Linked DNA regions of Sus scrofa: region 1 is linked to region 2. A link is a contact called in public HiChIP or PLAC-seq data. All regions are on one chromosome and are shown on one strand. The core of a region is the stretch at or near the end of the contact, and the rest is flanking DNA. Distances in the headings are between cores, read along the strand shown.

The links. HiChIP or PLAC-seq counts read pairs in DNA pulled down with a chosen protein or histone mark.
Region 1: a contact with region 2 is called in an H3K27ac HiChIP or PLAC-seq map of alveolar macrophages. The contact joins the promoter of SIPA1 here to the promoter of PACS1 in region 2. A contact is called at or near these places in 1 of 5 promoter capture datasets (fetal liver) and 1 of 2 datasets of contacts at active chromatin or transcription factors (alveolar macrophages).

The regions. Positions count from the first base shown.
Region 1 is chr2:6,617,165-6,619,864 of Sscrofa11.1, forward strand. It overlaps SIPA1 (signal-induced proliferation-associated protein 1), which reads right to left and starts at 1,392. Exons shown (of 16, transcript XM_021082850.1): 1 at 1,287-1,392. PCNX3 (pecanex-like protein 3) reads right to left here. Exons shown (of 34, transcript XM_021082830.1): 34 at 2,049-2,700. The coding sequence ends at 2,492.
Region 2 is chr2:6,275,897-6,278,596 of Sscrofa11.1, forward strand. PACS1 (phosphofurin acidic cluster sorting protein 1) reads right to left here and starts at 1,413. Exons shown (of 25, transcript XM_021082811.1): 1 at 915-1,413. The coding sequence starts at 1,264.

The sequences.
Region 1 (2,700 bases), core at 142-2,641, 340 kb after region 2:
CCAAGGCCCCAGGGACCTGTGAAGTGCGGAAATGTGTCAAGCCCAGTGGTAGGTGCAAAGGGCGGTGTGAGAACGTGAGGGAAAGCCACCCCCAGGTGAACCCAGGATGGCGCTGGGGCAGGAGATGTGTGGGTAACCCACTAGGGGTGCAGGCACCTGCTGGCGGGTCTTTGTGCATCACCCAGTGACTGTGTGGGGCTGGGCTAGGAGGGGGCGGAGGCAGAGGCCCCAGGCATCCCTCGGCTAAAGCTCCAGAACCAAGCAGGGACAAAGCCTCCGAAGCTGAGTGTCTCCTCCCTTGGTTTCTCCTGGACAAGGTCCTGACGCTAACCCTAAAGTTCTGTTCTCTCATCTCTAAAACGGGGTTAACCATTCCTGCTGCCCCCCAGCACTGCTGGGAGACTGAAAGGAAGGTGAATCGAGCGCAGCTGGCCATGTGTTAGTGTGAGGTGGCAGAGGCAGGCCCTGGCTCCAAGTGCCCAGCTCCTGGGCCTGGACTGTGGTGTGGGTGAAGTGTGTGTGATAGGGGCGAGAGAGGACATGTGCGAGGGGGGTCTGGGCAGGGCCCCACTCCGGGTGGGCTGAGCTCTGTGTAGCTGTGCGGGCATGGCCTGTGGGCTGCCTCTTGTTCTGGCACAGTGCCAGGCTCTGGCCCTGCCTTAGGGGGTGTTCTTGGGCTCTGCCCCCCACCCGGCAGCTTCACACAGGGTCCATTGAGGCCGGGACATTCCTCGCGGCCTGTGTCACTGGGAGGAGGGGGCCGGCCGGCTCCCACAGATCCGGAAGGCCTGGCTGCCCCAGGAGGAGGCGCTGGACGCTTCCCAGCACATCTGGAGGTCATGACCCCACTTGTGCTGCCAGGGGCCGCGACAGATGTTTCCTCCCAGGCCAGGCCCGCGGTTGGGGGGCAATGTGCAAAGGCTGGGTAGGAGGCCGCCCAGGCAGAAGGGGAGCCCCAGGATAGGGGGAACCCGGCACACAGTCGGCAGGCAGCAGGGCAGTCGCCAGCGCCGCTGAGAGGGAGTCGGGAACCTTCGCATCCACTCACCCGCACGCACGCCGGTGGGGGCCGGGGCCATCGGGCAAGAGGGTGGGGGTGGGGCGCTGGTCAGAGGCAGGGGACTGGACTTGCTGACTTGGGACTGGAGCCCAGCGGGAGATTGGGAGGGTGCAACAGCGAACGAGGAGAGGACCCCCACCCACCCTCCACCTGGGTCCACACCAGGCCACTTCCTTCCCTGTCTGGCCCGACCACCGTGCCTCCGCACCCCCGCTCCCGCCGGTACCTCTGGGGCTCCCGCCCGGCCGCCTCCTCCCGCGCTGGGGTCCCGCTGCCTGCTCTCCCGCTACCGCTCCGGGCGCCGGCTCCGCCTGGGGGCGGGGCTATGCCGGGGGCGGGGCCGGCCCGGAGGGGCGGGGCGGGCCCGCGCCGGCCGCGGCGGGAAGCGCAGCGGGGCGGGCGGGGACTGCAGGCTTGGCCGTGGTCAGCCCCGCGCGGGGTTTGAGCGCCTGCCCTGAGACAGGCCCAGCCCAGCGAACTGTCCGACCTCAGCCCTCGGCTGAGAAACCGGAACAAGTGTACCTGCCTCCCTAACCGACTTGGGGCGAGGACACCGAAGGGTTCAGCTCCTGCCTGACACACAGCAAGGGCTCAGCAGGCGCCACTACTCACGAGCACCGGGTCCTGCTCTGCACACGCGCGCTCGTGTACCCTTAGAACCCAGGGGTCAACTATGTTATACTGAAGAAACTGAGGTTCAGAGAAAGGCTCTGGCCAGGGTCAAGGCTGGTAAGCGTAGGAACTGCAACTCTTTGGACGTTTCATGCTGAGACATGGAATGCAAACTTCAGATCAAGGCTTGAAAAGGGAACAGGCTCCTGAGGGAAAGGATCCCGTCCTACTTGAACCTCACCTCACCTTGGTCTAACCTTGACCCTGTCATAACCCAGACCCACATCCCTCATGCCCTCTTCTGTGCTCATCTACCCTGACCTAGCCAGCTCTTCTCCCCTCCACCCAAACGTCCCCAGATAGAAGAAACTGCCAACCAAAATCAAAAATAGTGTTATTAATTCTGGTGTCTCCGAAGCACGAAAAAAAAAAAGAAAGAAAAAAAAAAAAAAAAGAAACCTTCCCTTCCCACATATCAGCCCCAAGTCCAGGTCAGGGGGCTACCCCTGCAGGCAGTGCAAGCCAAGGCAGTCCTGGCCATGGGCTTGAAGGGGGACCAGCCCATGGGTTTGGCTCTTGGGCCTGGCTGGGAGGCTGCCTGCCTTTGGGAGCCCAGGCCCTGGATTAGGGATGAGAGATCAGGGGTCAAGGTCAGAAGTCTGGGCTACTCAGTTCTGGTGCTCTGGCTAAGGCAGCCAGAGGTCAGGGTTCACATGTGGGAGTCAAAGCCACTCAGTTCTGTGGTCCAGTAGAGAGACCCAAAGGCCAGGGGTCCAAGTTACTGAATCCAGGGCGAGGACCCAGCGGGAACCGGGCCACTCAGTACTGATGCTCCAGCAGGGGCTGGGCAGCTGGGCTCTCCTGCTCCTCAGCAGGCGCAGGCCAGTCGCCCAGGGCCCCCGTGGGCGTGCCACTCTCAGCAGCACTGCCATCCAGGCAAGGAAAGTCCTGTGCGGCTCTGGAGGGCGAGGCGTCGGTGTTGATATCCGGGCTGAGGCTGAGGTCTAGGGGCGCCTGGGGAGGAGAGA
Region 2 (2,700 bases), core at 163-2,662:
ACCACCTCCAGGCACTTCCCTGTGCTTCCCGGTGGAACCAGCTTCACAGTGTCTACCCAAGGGGCAAACTGTAAGACACTGCACACTGTCCCCAAAGAGTTGGAGAGAGACAGCCTTGCCGGTACAGAAACAGAAAATATCCCAAACTCGGGCATATTTCACCAATGGAAGGAAAGTCCCCCAGACGGTTCCAACAGACAGAGGAATGGACTGAATTTAGGAACAAGGCAGTAATTTTATGTCGCCCTGCAGGGCTAGAAGAATTTGTGACCAGTTACTGGAGGGGAGAAAGGGATGAAAAATACACTTGAAGACACACTAAATAAGAGTTTTACAAGACCATAGAGACCGGCACAGAATGTGTGTAATTGGAAGTACAAATAAACCCGGGTGTTGAAGACAAATTAGAAGCCCCAAGGGTTCCTATATGGGCTTTACCTGGCAGAGGGTGACAACCGAGTTTGGCACATGCTGAGTATGTTGGGAAATAATAATATCTAGAGATCTGTACCACATCTGTGTAACATATGTACAACCCACGGGCGCTGGCGAGGCTGGGAAGAGTCTGTGACTTAACGCCGGGAAACTGACTGTCAGGAAGGCCGGGTTCGGTCAGATCAACGAGAGAAGGCCCAGAGCTGAGAGTCCACAAGGCCCGGCTCAGGGAAGGGAAGAGGGTGGTCCCGGCCCCAGACAGAAGGTGGGGATGCCAGCAGAGGGCGGGGTCCCCGCAGGAGGCGTCCCCAGAGGCTGGGCAGCAGCCAGGCCCGACAGCCAAGCAGCCTGGGGAATCTAGGGTCGGGGCGTCCCCTTGGGCGATGGGACGGGGAGGAATGAGAAGGCGGGGGGGCCTGTCACAGACTCTGCTGGGCGGCCCCCGAGGGCCGGGTCCCCCCACCCCGCCCGCTGCTCACCTGGGCACGCAGCTGGACGAGCTCCGGTCCACCTCCCAGGTGGCGTACAGGTTCATCTGCACGGGGGCGGGGGTGCGGCCTGGCCCCGGGCCGCCGGCGGGCGCGGAGCCCGAGGCCACCGCGACGGCCATGGAGGTGGAGGTGGACGAGGACGAGGAGGAGGCGGCCGCTGCCGAGGTGGACGAGGACGACGAGGTGGCCTGGGCCAGCTTGGGGGGCGTCGGCTGCTGCGGCGCTGGCTGCTGCTGCGGCGGCTGCTGCGGCGGGGACTGGGCGACCCCAGAGCCCCGCTGGCCGCTGCCGCCCCCGGCGCCTCCGGGACCACCGCCCGCCCCTCCGCGTTCCGCCATGGCCCGGCCGGAGGTGGGGAGGCGCGGGGGTTACGGGGATCGAGGTGACGCCGAGCGGACGCCCAGGCTTCTCCCGCGGCGGCGGCGGCGGCGGCGGCGGGGGCTCGACTCGTCTGCTCGGCCCGCCCGAGCGCGCGAGCGAGAGGCTGCACGCACGCGCGGGGCCTCGCGGCGCGCGGTCCTCGCGCTCGCCCGCCGCTGCCTGTTGCGGCTCGCGCCGCCGAGACACTGGGTGGGCGTGTCCGGGGCGGGGGGCGGGGAGCCCTGGCCCGCGCCGGCCCCACCCAGCGCCGAGGGGCGGGGCCGCGCTCGCGCCCGCGCCCCCGGCGGGCCCAGGAGCGCGCGCCCCTCGCTCCTCTGGAGGAGGGCGGGAGGCTGGGGCCCACAAACGGCACGTCTTTTTGAATTCGCGGCCCGGCGGCAGCCAGCCGACCCCTCTCCCCTACCCCGCGGCCCTTTTGGCGTTGGCGGCGGCAGCTGAGCCAGCGGAAACCCCGCTTTTCCGGGGCGCGGCCCCGGCCGGGAGGGCGCTGCCGCGGGGGCGCGCTTCATCCCCTTGGGTCTGTGGACCTGAAGCTGAACCCGCCGCCCACCCAAGCCCGTCTAGTGACCGCCGACCTGACCCCGGCCCTGCAGCCCCGAGGCTTCTTCGCCACGACCAGCAAGGGAGCGATGGAGACCCGGGGGCCGGCTGGCCGCCTGCGTGCCGGGCAGTTTCCGCCCCCCTGCTTCTCCCCAGTGTGGGCAGGGGCTCAAGGACCCAGTCCAAAAGGCCTTGGCAAGGGTGAATTATAAAGTTCTGATCCATCTGGAGCCAGCCCTTTCTTTTCTGTCCCTAATGTCCCCCTCCCTCAAAGAACCATTTAGAGTCCCAAGCCCCCATCTCTGCCCTCAATTTCCTTTACTTGGAATGTGTTTCTGCTTCATCACTTACTAAATTTCTAAAAAGGCCTTGCTCAACTGCCTCATCCTCCCCGGAGTCACCCACACTCCCCACTCCTGAAACTGTCATGAAGCCTCCAGCTCCGCAACACCTCTGGTGCAGTGGCAGAGTGACTCTCTCCCACCAGCACTTGCCAAATGCCTGGTGGACCCACTGTTCCAATTTAGTCTAGCCTGTCAGAAAGACTTCTCAGGACAGGGGCCCTAAAACCTGGGAATGTTAGTCCCCCCACCACTACCCCGGCCCCCACCAAAACCTGGAGACTGACTGACAAAACCACCCAGGGGCTCACACGTGCTCAGGAAAATCTAGATTGTGGGCTGTCTTCTCTCCCAGGTAAGGACTTAGACCTCCTTGGCCACAGGGTCTATCAGGAAGGCCCGACCTGGCCTACTTCCCGAGCCCACTGGGCTTCCTCAGCCCAGCCAGGGCGCTAAGCTGGCTATTTTTAGTCCCCAAGGACACAGTGGTAAGGTCAAACCAGACCTAAAAG